Regions from separate parts of the Rattus norvegicus genome. Here regions 1 and 3 are each linked to region 2. The links are chromatin contacts, called in public HiChIP or PLAC-seq maps. All regions are on one chromosome and are shown on one strand. The core of a region is the stretch at or near the end of the contact, and the rest is flanking DNA. Distances in the headings are between cores, read along the strand shown.

The links. HiChIP or PLAC-seq counts read pairs in DNA pulled down with a chosen protein or histone mark.
Region 1: an H3K27ac HiChIP or PLAC-seq map of oligodendrocytes shows a contact between it and region 2, with 5 times the contacts expected there. The contact joins the promoter of Bin3 here to the promoter of Rhobtb2 in region 2. A contact is called at or near these places in 1 of 12 Hi-C or Micro-C datasets (psoas muscle) and 1 of 1 datasets of contacts at active chromatin or transcription factors (oligodendrocytes).
Region 3: an H3K27ac HiChIP or PLAC-seq map of oligodendrocytes shows a contact between it and region 2, with 5 times the contacts expected there. The contact joins the promoter of Ccar2 here to the promoter of Rhobtb2 in region 2. A contact is called at or near these places in 1 of 12 Hi-C or Micro-C datasets (frontal cortex) and 1 of 1 datasets of contacts at active chromatin or transcription factors (oligodendrocytes).

The regions. Positions count from the first base shown.
Region 1 is chr15:51,582,022-51,586,632 of GRCr8, forward strand. Bin3 (bridging integrator 3) reads left to right here and starts at 1,453. Exons shown (of 9, transcript NM_001013186.2): 1 at 1,453-1,538. The coding sequence starts at 1,531.
Region 2 is chr15:51,296,331-51,300,522 of GRCr8, forward strand. It overlaps Rhobtb2 (Rho-related BTB domain containing 2), which reads right to left and starts at 1,879. Exons shown (of 10, transcript NM_001013133.1): 1 at 1,519-1,879.
Region 3 is chr15:51,634,988-51,639,265 of GRCr8, forward strand. It overlaps Ccar2 (cell cycle and apoptosis regulator 2), which reads right to left and starts at 2,676. Exons shown (of 21, transcript NM_001170472.2): 1 at 2,604-2,676; 2 at 1,642-1,735; 3 at 1,353-1,444; 4 at 821-912; 5 at 502-616; 6 at 204-333; 7 at 1-22. The coding sequence starts at 1,699. It overlaps C15h8orf58 (similar to human chromosome 8 open reading frame 58), which reads right to left. Exons shown (of 7, transcript NM_001134571.3): 7 at 3,349-4,230. The coding sequence ends at 4,122.

The DNA of each region.
Region 1 (4,611 bases), core at 203-2,702, 290 kb after region 2:
AGCCATCCACAGGTTCTGGAACACCAAGAAACTCACATCACATGCTACCCACTTACATTCATCTCACCCATGCAAAGCTTCAAGACTCCCCGACCCATGCTCTCTGTCTGAGCTGTTCTTCAAAGATTCTGGTCTTCTATTCTCTTCAAGACCACTCCTGTGCTCCTGCTTCTTTCCTGAAGAAATAGCAGGGTGATGGTCCGGGAGATGTCTTGAGGGAGCCAGCTCCTATTGGAAAGTCTTTTAAAACTAAAAGCCATCCCTTGTTCCTCCTACTCTGATCCCCTGTGCCCTGGGAATTTGGGACACATTGTATACCTCTGCTCCAGCTCATAGGAACTTGGCTGCTCCCCAGACTGTGCCTACAATCCTCAAGGTCCATTTGAACAAAGAGAATTCCTAGAGAGGTCAAGGGAGAGAATTAGAATGGTTCACTCTTGAGAATCACTGCTTGAGTTTCTCTCTTCTAAAACAGGAACTTGGGCAGAGAAACTAGTTCAGTGCAGAACTCTAGGTAGTTTGTGGTACACTGGGCTCCGAATTCTGAGGTCAAAGACAAGCTGTTTGCTTAGATCTTATTCTTTTAAAACCCCATGTCCAGTTATAACAGCCTGTCCAGCAACTTGTTCTGCCTTGTTATTATTAATACTGTTGTTACCTCTACCTGCAAGGCAGTAGCTATTTGGAGGGCACAGGAACAAGATCAATACTCTTTTTCAAGGCCGTATCCCGTATCCCCACCCCCACGCCAATACTCTCTCCCTTTCCAGGTTACCACAGTACCTAGCACATTCAAATAAATAGAACTTGGGATCTTTCCTAACATTGCTGCGGACTTCTTCCTTTTTGTTGTTGCTGTTGTTTGTTTGATAGGCTTTGTTGTATTGTTTTCTCTTGAGACTGGATTGATTATGAAGCCCAGATGGGCCATGTTGTCTACACTAACCTCCAAGTCATGGTCCCTCCTTGCCTCAACCTCCAGGGCGCTAAGATTACAGGTACAAGTCATCACCCCGGGCTGAATCTTCCTTCATTGAATAGCTTCGCAGAATATTCCACCCTGGAAAGCACTTACTCTGCTTCCATTCAAACCCCGAACCATCTTGAAGGGGGCGGGGAGGGGGGAAGACCCTTGTTGTAGCAGGTGATGTATGTGAGACTTGCAACGTTCTTGCAACATTAGAGCAAAGCGTAAGCTTCCCGTCTACTACGTCTCCTCTAGCTCCTTCCCCACGACAGTCACTGCTTGTGTCTCTGAGTTAGAAACCCCGTATCAGACAGAGAAATAACAGTGACTAGCCTGTGAAGATGCTCCTAGCTCGGCCCGGGGCGCAACCGGGTCGCGCAAAGGAAACTCCACCTCAAACAGAGAAGAAAGTGTTAACGTGTGGGCCCGCCTCCCTCCCGCCTCTTCCGGGCAAAAGAGGGCGTGTCCTACATCACTTCCTGGAGACTGGCCGAATCCGGAAGTGATCTTCGAGAATCTACTTTTCTACAGAGGACCCCGGCAGTCGGCGTGAGTTTAGGACCATGAGCTGGTGAGTGAGGCCGGGTGGCGTCGGCTGGAGCCAGAGCGGCCTGACAGTCCCGCTTCTAAGCGGTTCCGGGAGCCTCCTCGGTGCCCTCCCGGAGGCTCCGTCTCTCGGCCAGGCTTCCGAGGATCCCTTAGCCTGAGACCCCGCGTCTGATCCTGTTGCCTGCCCTTTCTCTCATCGCTTTTCCTTTCAACTCCTTGGCTTGAAGAGCCCCTCTTCTCTCTTCTCTCAGCTATCCATCGAGGTGGAGGCAATGTCCTCCTTCGCTCCCGTGGGCATTTCTACCCCGCGCTTATCCGCTCCGGAGCTGTGTTTCTCACCGAGGCAGTCTAGGCACAGCTCTGTGATCAAAAACCAGCAGCTTTCAGACAACTAGAGTAGCATTACCTAACAGTCCTCAAAAGACGAAATTCTTTTTAAAAAGTTAAACGTTGATTCTCACACGAAAGGGATCAGAATTGCACCACACACATTCTCTTAATGTGTGATTGGACTGTTTGAATCTTTCCAGGACTGTGACCTACTGCCCTCTCTCTATAGCTATAGACATAGCTTAAACTATGAGGATCCTCAAACCAAGGAGCCATAGAGGCTGGAGTGTCGTCACAGCTGCAAGAATTCACGGTAGATTTTCCCTAATGTTTGTGATTAGCTTACTGTGGGAAGACCTCTTTCCCCAAAAGCTAGTCCTTGTTTGTTGCTCTGATGATTTTTTTTTTAATGTGCAGAGGGGAAAAGTCATAGATTATGTCTATTCCTAGGGCTTTTGTAAAGATTGCCCATGTCGAGGACTTTACCATGAGGCCCAAGAGCCTGTGTGTCCCCAGTCCCCATTCTCACAAACTCCAACTGTTTACAGTGCATTTGTATGAATAAATTGACCTCCAGAGAAGTATGAGATTAATCAGCCCTCTTTAGATCCCAAGGTGCCTTAATGTAGGGGCAATACTTGCTCAAGAGCCCAGCCTGTTATGCAAAATAAGTGCATGATAATCAGCTGTGAATGAATAAAATTAGCTAGACACCCTCTGAGAAGGCTTTCACTCTTGACCACCAGTGGAGACCAAGCTTTAGCCACAAGCAGCTAATGTCAGTCAATGTCAAGGATAGCTTTCTAATGTACAGTGTAAACCACATCTGCCCCTTCCTCCACCTGCTTCTCAGACTGAGATTAATTGGTGGACAAATGTCAGCCAGCTGGGGAAGCAGTAAAGGGAAGCCCCCTGCCATGCTCTAATAAGCCCCAGCAGGAGATACTCATTTCCCCTCAACCTCTTGCTCCGAGAGGCCAACAGAAAACTGGAACCCCTAAAAGCTAACCTCCCCCATCTCGTTTTAGCCTAACCAGTGACAGATCAAAAGGCACTTCTTCAATTCCCATTCCTAAAGGGAAATTTCCTAAAGTGGAATTGTTTTCTTTTAAACTTCAGTTTGTGTACCTTCAGCCTCATGATACTAGAAGTCATCTTGGTTTATGCACCTTGAATCTTTAGATCTCTCTTGCCTAATTTCTTATAATAGAAAGCAGGAAGTACATGTGCTTTCTGTTTAGACTGATATTTATAATTTAAAAAAAAATAGAAGTGGAACAGAGACCACTAGAGGTGAGCTGAGGCAAGTGTCTTCATCTGTCTTCCAGAAAGTTTCCCTCCTCCACCTCTTCCTCCTCCTTTTTTGAAAAACTAGCCTTTTTTTTCAAACCATTCCTCAACGGTGCCCATCAGGTTGGAGAGAACCAGAATTGGCAGTAACTAACAGGGCTGAGGCTGTTGTGAACTAATTTATCAGTACAAGCATAACTTAGTACCTCTTTGGACTGAGGGTCACAACCAAAAGCATGCCTTTGTCCCCGAAGGATGAGATTTTTTTCTCTTCCTGCTTCGAGGGCTTCTACGTCATCTCTTGCGTGGACCCTGACCCTCTCTCCCAGAGAGGGGCCCAACACCAATGCCTGGGCACACAATCACACTCAGTTCCTAGCTCAATGGCTGGCAAGGGAACGAGGGTTGGGTCCTTCTGATTCACTCCCAGCGTGGTTTTCCTGCTCCCAGAATGAATCCGTCCATTCATCTGCAACTGGAATTTTCACTCGGGGAAGAGACCAGAGTGACGTAGAGCCATCATGGAAGGCAGATACCCAAGGTCAAGTTCACCAAGTACATGGACTATGCCGAGCATAGTTAAATAAGGCCTAAGGCTGCCGTGGCCCATGATGCCCAAAGGGTATCCATTGTTCTGGACTAGGCTGTACTTTCAAAATGTCACAGTGAGAAATGTCCAATATTGATGCCCTTTGCACACTGTGGACTTTGCATAAAGAGTAAGAGATCTTTGTTTCTTTCACGGTGCAGGCAGCTTGCATAACCCCATTTATTTAGTGAGTACCTGCGCTACCACCCACCTACCCACTCATTAGCCTTCCAGCAAGGCAACTCAGTGATCTGTCCTATTTGGAGGAAAGCATTGGATATTTGCCTCTCAGAGCACAAATTTATCTCTTGGCCCCAAATCAAATGCCCCCCTCCACTTTGTCATCACCCCTGCTCCACCTGTTTCCCCATAAACATACATGTGTTCAGTATGGTATGTAGAGAGAACTAACCACTCTTGGAGTAATTGCCGGGCGTGGTGGCACACACCTTTAACCAAGCACCTTCCTGGGAAGCATAGGTAAGTGAATCTCCTTGAGTTCAAGGCCAAACTACTCTACATAGTAAATTCCAGGCCGATCAGGCATAGCCATTGAGACCCTGTATCAAAAACAAGAACAGTGACTTTAATCTAGCCATCTCCAAGAATTATAGCTTTTCCTGAATCCATGCATCTCAATAATCTGAAGTATAAATGACAGGATAAGGTGGGGTGCTGGAGTCATCTGAGAAGGAAAGGGATTAAGGGTAATAGAGATAACATTGGATTAGGAAGCCAAGTATTCCATTTAAGTCCAGGTTCTATTACTCACAGGGTGGCTAGTCAGCCTTTCTAGGTCTTGTTTTCTCCCTCTGTAACATGGAGTAGATTAATCCCAGGCCATACTCTACCACAGGAGTCTGCTAGTACGTATGAAAACTGTGTG
Region 2 (4,192 bases), core at 629-3,128:
ATAGTATTATATAATGCTAGATTGCATATCCATATGTGTAATTATATCTCTCTTTAAGATACAGGCTGGCCCAATTAAGCCAGGAGAACTTTTTGTCTAATCAGGCCTGTCTTAAATGAGGATCCTATCCAGGAGACATCATGGCAATATTAATATAATTTCTGCTCTAGAATATTACTATTTTCTGGATCGCTGCTGATGCATGACAATACAAACCATGCAGTGAACTTCCCCACTGTCCCTTTCCCTCTGGCACACTCTTCTTCAGTGACTGGAGACTTTTCTTCAGCCCCATTCCTTCAGAGCCTCCTGACCATCCTCCACCCTGACCTGGGTATCACAACCTTCAACTCACTCCATCCACTCTCTTGACAATCCTAAAACCACCAATATTTCCTCCCCCAACTCTTGTCCCCAAATCACCGCCCGCTCTTCACAAACAGTGTCCTGCACATCAGCTTTCCCAGTTCTTTGTGCTCTGTCCAGGACATATCTGAAGGTGTACTCAGATTACCCACAAACCTCAAGGGCTCCCATTCCCACCCCCGCACCCCTACACACACTCTTTGCAGAGCTCAAAAGCCCCTCTTTCCCTCCCACAGCTGATAGGAGGCTTGTTCATCTGTGGCTGCCCTAGTCTGGTTGTCAAGGAAACGACAATCTCCCTGGGAGCCTGGCTTGTCTCCTAGCAACCAAATCCTACATCCTGCATCTTACAAAAAAAAATAAATAAATAAACGTGAAAGGGAGGAAAATCGAGAAAACGAAAGTAAAAATCAAGGAAGATGGATAGAAAAGAAGAATCAGGAGGAAAAGAGCAAAGGAAAAGTGGGTTTGGAATTAAAGGAGCTCCCACTGAGGAAGCTGACATTGTAATATGGGCGAAGGTGGAGGGGTGGATCCTCCCCACTCAGAAAACGTAAAGCAAGGCCCAAAGGGATCTTAAATGATCACGTTAACAGAAACAGAAGCCTAAATACAGGATAAACCTTTTCAACCCTAGAATACCCGAACATTAACAAAGAAAGCTCAACATTTCCATCAGTAGTTTACCAAAACTCAGCTGGACAGATCACAGTGGAGTTGGACTTCAAAGAAACAGCTAGCTCCACAGCCGTCAGCAAACACCCCAACTGTACTGGTTTAAAAAAGAAAGAAAGAAAAGAAAAGGGGAAAAGGTGCCTCTCTACCACTCTGAACCTCTTATTTTCCCTCCTGACATGACGCTCTGCACACACAATTTTTTTTTAAATGAAATAAATAGGGAAGGGGGAGGGGCACGCCACACCGATGCAAAACATGTAGTTTTCCCTAAAAACACCCAAGAAAAGGTTAGTTTCTCTTCCTTCTGAACCAAGCAGCCTCAGCAAGTGCCCAAGGGAAGAGTGGAGCTCAGGGGAAGGCAGGAGAGAGACAAGCAGGAGAGGGGTGGGCGCTGAAGGCTGAGCCAAGGCGAGGTAGCACGTTTGCAGAAGCTGCTTGCAACCCGGCCATAATAGAAATCAATCGTGTACTTACACCACTACATGTGACGGGGTAATTTCTAGTGTAGGGAACACATCTCTTCCTGCTAAGCACGCTCATTTTAGTGAGCTGTCTGGGGTCACTCTGCGCGTGCAAGTTGGGGCGCCACCGACGCTGCTGCTCTGTGCTGGAGATCCAACCTCCTAGGGTCCCAGTTCAGGTGCGATCAGAAGAAACTCTGGCACAAGAGCCCAGGTCGGACCGCGGCGCCTGAGCAGCCTGGGGCGCTGCACTGCAGCCACTGCCTCTTCCGGATCAGCATCTCCGCGCGCCCCGGGCGCCCAATGTCATGGAGGCTCGAAGAGCCAGGCTGCGCGCAGCCGCTCAGACCTCCAGCCGCTGGGCCGCGCCGCCGCCCGGCTGCGCTGCAGAGGTTGCGGGCGGCGCGCTAGAGAGCCAAGCGCCGGGTGAGGCCGCCGCACGCGCACAGCCTTAAGACGCCCAGCGCCGCAGTCCCCGGGACCGCTCACGACCTCCTTTTTTCATTCACAAAAAAAGCAAAGTTGGGGGGGGAGAAAAAAAAGGGAAAAAAATTGCACCCAGGAACAGTTGCTGTGACAGGCACCGCCCACAGCGGCGCTCGGTTGGTGGAAAGGGGAGCGAAGGGGATTGGACACCCGGCGGCCACGCCCGAGACACGCCCCCAGTCCCGGGCACGCCCCTCCGCTCTTGTTCTTTGCACCGCCTCCCTTTTCCCCTGGGAGCCACGAATGGCCAGCAGCTGACCTCGCCAGCCTCAAAACCTAGCTGGCCCCTCAAGATGGTTTTCCCCGGGAGGCTAGGAAGAAACTCATCCGGCGGTGCGCCCTGGGAATGCAAGTCAGAGGGCTACGGGAAGATTTTCTTGTTTCTCCCTAATTCAACCAAGCCTCTTACTCGCACACAACTGCTCTATCACCTTGCTTTTTCGAGTACTGGGGACCCTTTCTTCCTGCATTTTCCCTGCAGCTTCGACTTAGTGTTCTTAGTGAGTTTTCTGTCCATACCTGTACTTTCTTACCTGTCTGCCAAGACCTTCAGAGGTTCCTATCCCAACCTGTTGTCACAGAGAGTCCACTAGTATCTTCATAACTTTTCAAAGAATGCCATGGGGATATGAGCCAGAGAAACCCCACCTAAGTCTTTTCTGGGTGCTCTTCTGTACAGCAAGCCAAGCCAAATATGGTGGCTGTAATCCTCAACACTTGGGTGGGTGGGTGAGACAGAAGAATTGTCATGAGTGCAAGACTCGCTTGGGCTACAAAGCAAAACCTTGTCTCTAAACACTAAAATAAAAATGGGTTGAATCTGATGCCATCCATGCTGTTTATTGGAAGGAAGCATCCGTGGTCAAGGCTGGGTTTGGTAGAATGATCTGGACTGCTAGGAATTATACATCTTATCAATTATCTCTGAACAGATTTTTTTCCCCTCCATCTTTATTAACTTGGGTATTTCTTATTTACATTTCAATTGTTATTCCCTTTCCTGGTTTCCGGGCCTACATCCCCCTAACCCCTCCCCCTCCCCTTCTATTTGGGTGTTCCCCTCCCCACTCTGGACAATTTTTAAAGCCTAGACTGGCAACCTTCACCAGTCAACCTCCCCTATCACGCTTCCAACCTTTTTTTTTTTTTGAGAATGTGGATCCATTTTAATGTTGGTTTATGCAAAATATGATATGAAAGAGAGATCCCTCTCCAAAGTCAAGTAAAAACTGAATGTTGGCCAAGTTCAGTGGCCAAAATACACATCTCTAACCCCAGCATTGAGGGTATTGAGGCAGGAGGATGGAAAGTTTGATGTCAATATGGGCTATGTAGGGAGACCTTGCCATAAACAAATATTCAATTTGTATTGTCTGTAAGTGTATATGATTAAAAGCTGCTCACCAGGGCACCTTAGTAAGTGTGTATTCAGGCTCATTTAATCATCGTGCAGTAGGTAGATACTTCACTGACCTCCGCCTCCAACATCTACTGGAGAGAAGGCTGACAGTGACTGGAAGTGCTTCCTCATACTTCCTGTTCAAACTCAACCTTCATAAAGCAAATACTAGTTCAAATCCATGTTTAAGAAAGAAGATAGACTTTGCTTGGGTATGTTCCTCCTCTGCCTTTGGCACAGAAGAGTCTCACTTCATTATTTATGCTCCTAAGAGTGATTGTACCAAAGGAAAACACAGTATAAAACCTCTATGGGTTCCTACAGCAGGCAAGGGCTCCCCCTATCCCTACCCCTCCCCCACCTAGTCTCTCTACCCAGCTCTGCCACCTGGGTGCTCTGGTGTCACCTTTCATGGATCCTGCAACATGTCACTTGTACAATGCTGAGCAGGCAAAGGGTTCTCTCTGCTAGAGGAGAGCTAGAGGTGTGCCACTGAGCCTGGAACTCTTTAGCCAATGTCTCTTCTTGGGAGAGAAAGCCAGGCTGGGTCATGGGAGGGTTTGGGATGTCCAGTCTTCGACCAATGCAAATGTCAAAGTTGTAAACCTACTCATAGCCAGTAGAATGGCCAAGGCTGGGCCACTGGCTAGCTAGAGAGGTGGCCTGAATCGCCACCCCTACCTGGGTACACAGTCCCCAGTCCCCACTTGCAACTTTTCTTCAAACAGAAGTTGTACTGGATAGTTTTGTGTTGACTTGACACAAGCCAAAGTCATCTGAAAGGTGAGACCCACAGTTGAGA
Region 3 (4,278 bases), core at 1,426-3,925, 340 kb after region 2:
GATGTCTGGAAGAGACTCAGAGCTGAAGAAAGGAAATGGCCAGTGACTCAAAAGCCCTAAAACCCTGTCCAGCTTCCTACTCCTCTTCCTGTGTAGAGAAGTACACCCTTCTGTTCTGAGAGCATCTATATGAAAGGAACAAGTCCTTTCCTCCAGACTAACCCACAAAGTCACACCCCAACTTGCATGCCACCAGTACTCACGCTTCTGAGGGAAAAGTGGGGGAATTCGGTGAGGCTGAAAGATCAACTGGGGCTGAGCTCCGAGGATCCCTTGCTTCTGGCCCAGAGCTGCCACATGTAGAAGGGGAGGTGCTGGAGACTTCAGTAAGGGCTAAAGAAAATAGCCAGTAAGTTCAGGGGATCCCCAGGTTGATAGCATGAAGAGACATCTATCCCACCCCACCCCCCAACAAAAGGAAGGATTGTGCTCAAAAGTCAGGCCACAGGACTTCCTCCTCTCCTTCCCATTGCAGTGGGCATGCTAAGGAAAGAAAAATACCTGGTTGGAGAGCGTCTGCACCTTGACAGCATTCCAGGGCACTGCCTGGCCTGGGTTATACGCAGCCTTCACCAGCACCTTCTCACCCAGCTGGGGTAGTCGGCCCTTCACCACACTGCCAGCACACAAATGGGGAGGCCCCATCAGGAGGCACCCTGTACAAGTTATCCTGACCGCCCCCAGGGAGACCTTCTCCATCAAAATCTCTCATCCCTTGCAGTAAAATAGCAAAGCAATGGCTTTAAAGAGGGGGCCCACCAGCATGGAGACAGAACTGAATTCAACAATCATTCTCAGCAGAGACTAGCCTTAAGCCTACCTTAGCTGAAAAAAGACTTCTTCATCTACCACCCCAAAGTAGTCATGCAAGCTGGTAACAATGCCAGTGAAGACTCGCTGCTTCTCCCCACTCTGCAAGAGAAGAATAGGTCAAAAGCAACAGGAAGCCACCTGAACAGAACCATGCTATGCCACTAGAGCCTCATCTCTAGCCACAGGGACCTGGCTCATAGTATTAAAAGAAAATTCACCTTGAAAGAAACATAGTGGACACAACCTGTCTATAAAGAGGAGAGAAGCTAATTCATGACTTTCCTCCTTCTAGGATATTCAGTCCTTTAATCCCAAAAGGCACCAAAAGATCTCTCTGGAGCCAGATATTAAAGATTCCCCAACCTAAGAGGTATTTGAGATCCCCAACACTGGACAAAAGGACAAAACCAAACCAAACAAACAAGCAAAAAGCCAGGGATGTTGACCATTGTAACGAGAAACAACACACAACAGACATCCAAACATACTACAGTAACCCCAAAGGGGAACGAACTCACTAGAAAGGGCACCCAACATACCTGAAGGTGCCTGGCATTTTGGGACAAGTCTGTGGCCACAGGAGGAGTAAGCAGACCAGGAGGAGGACCCAAAAGAGATGTTGAAGCTGCGCCTATGGGGACAGAGAAGCAACCTCCAGCAACTGCACCTACTACCCTCAGTGCTAGAAGATAGCCAGAGGATCCTGTAATCCCAGAGGTCTAGGTGGCTCCAACCAGCTAATCAGATATTCAGGGAAACACCCGAGCCATATTTTTGGAAACTGAGTCTAGAGCATATTCTGAGTGTAACCAGTAAGCAGGTAAGCACCTGAGAAGTTCCGTCCCCCTGGAAGTGGGTTGATCCTCTGGCGCTTAAACTGGGACATTTGGAATGCTGTCCTTTCAAGGTCTTGGGTGGAAACCTTCAATCAAAAGAGAAAGAAGTTAACAGCTAGAATGGGAAACTTCCATCTATTACGGGGCTAGGGGGAGAGATGAAAAATCTTAATGAAGTAAAGCTTTACGGTGAAGAGGTGGGTCCTAAAATGGAGGAATGGAGAGGATGTAGAAGAGGAAATGAAATAGGTAATTATGTTACTCCAGTTTGTTCTCACAATAACCTAGCGGTGGGTGCTAATGACATGCTGGTTTACAGACAAGGAAACTGGAGCTTTGAGATCAGGAGACTTGCCCAAGGCCACAAAACCAGATAGTGACAGAGCGGGACTCACACCCAGGTCTCCCAACAACTTAGCACTCCTTTCACTATGCCACTGGCACCCTTAGAGAGGCTGGCGGAGTGAGGACTGGAAGAGCTCCGGTGGCAGTCATTCATTCAAAAACATCCGCCAAAACACTCCACACAGGGCCGGGGCAAAAAATGGAGGTGCGAGTAGCGGGAAGGTGATGCAGGCCTCTCCCCGGAAGACCGCCAGGCGTCTTTTCAGACCCGCTGGTGGGAAGGGAGCTGTCCAGCCGGCCCTCGCCAAGCGGCCTGCACGCCGCTCCCTCCTCCTAGGTCCCGACCCTAGACTCCGGCCTCCGCAGCCGCCTGCGCAGAGCCTTCCGGGCCGGGCCACCGAGAGGCCACCGTGGGAGGACCACGGCGCGAGGTTTCTCCTCCTCCCGCCCGCCCCCAGGGCCGAGGCCGTTGCCAGGGAGACGGAGCTTGCAGTCCTGAGGGGGCTCGGCTCTTTCCGCGACTGGCGCATCTTCGCTGTTCGGACCCCGCGGCCTCGCCACCCGAGAGAGACTGAGAGGCAGAGGCAGAGCGAGAGGCCCCCAACCCACCTGCGGGCCAGGGCCACGACACCAGGGGGACAAAGACACCCGGAACCACCGCAGCTGCTGCTGCCACCACCACCGGAAACGCCTCTCCGGAAGAGCGACCACTGGTCGGAAGCTGCCACTCTCCCGGATATGGTACCTCCCTCTTCTCCATCGACCTCTCCCTTCCCCCACACCAGCCTGCCATCCCGCTCCAACTGTGGAACGGAAGTGCGCCTTCCCAGATCCGATAATGCCTTCGGAAGCTGAGCTCGGTGGTGTCCTCTCTCAAGTGTCCCATCAGAAAAGTAGTCTCGAACCATTAGTTCCTGGTCTCAAAATGACTGGAACTGGACCCCTCCCTAAAACACATGGAAGAGACTACCATTTATACACCCTGCTGTGTTCTACTAACCCCCCAAGACTACAGCAGCAAAAGAAGCAGCGCCTCCATTGGCTGGAGGAGGAGCATACCTACTCAGGGGCCATTTGCAGGGGATATTCTTACTAAAGTCAATGATCCTCCCCACCCCACCCCCGTCCCTATTCTTGCCTTTCTATTGACTGCATCACCAGCAAGGGGTAAGCATATCAGAAATATGTGCCCAAACTCCCAAATATGAAATGTACAAGATCTCAATAAAATGGCTTATCCAAAATCTTGCCAGAAACATGGCTGTTTTCACACCTTTTAACAGTAGCCTCTCATCTCTCCATTCCTGTTTTTCTCCAGCAGCACACCCTTTCTTGTTCACTAAACAGTCACAGCACACATTGAGAAGGTTTAATGTTACTTTATCTCCTAACAAGCTTATGAGGTAGGTAAGGCAGGCATCATCCCAAGTAGGAAGCTGTGGCTCAGAAATTAAGAGACTTTGCTATGGTCTAAACTCCAGGATACAACACAGCATCTTAGAGTTGACCTTGCAAATTATATGTTGTTCCTCACAATGGTCATGATCTCTGCCCCCCCCCCCAATTCCTCATTCAGTCTTCAAGGGCTGTGCTCCAGAGCCATGACTTATGACAAAGGTACCCAAGGCAGTGTTGTTCTTGGTCCTAGGGCTGCTGTCTCCGGTATGAGGAAGAAATCCACATCAGTAACTGTTCATTGTGGAATGAAGATCAGTGCCATCCTTCCAGTGACACCCAAAACACCAACCCTTTGGACAAATTATTCCATCAGATGATTGGATTCAGGCAGTCAAAAGTCCAACAAAGATAGCATAGACATACATCTGCAACATGCAGACACATTCCCATACTAACATACTCTGTGAGTACCTGATAAATAAGTCAGTTCACTTTGCTTAAGCCCAGAGCTTTATGACAAAGAGGAAGAGCCCGGGAAGAGTGCTGAAACTGCACTTGAGTGCCTCTTGGGAAACCAGGGCTCTTTGCCTCGATGCTTAGAGAAGGACTTGGCCTTCACCGTGAAGAGGAGAAAGCACCAATCGCTTCTCCTGGCAGTGCAGAGAAGCAGCAGTAAGCCAAAATGTGAGGGACTTCTTGGCAAATCCTCTCCACTCAGGTGCCAAGAGGTCATACAGAAAGATTTTTTGCTCGTGGCTTCTTAACGACCAATGTTGGAATAAAGATCTTCCGTTGGGAATGGCCTGGAGTCCTTTCAGAGAGATTCCTGAACTCCATCCTATAGAAAAGCAAAGGAAAGTCAGACTGGAAGAAAAAAAAAACAGGA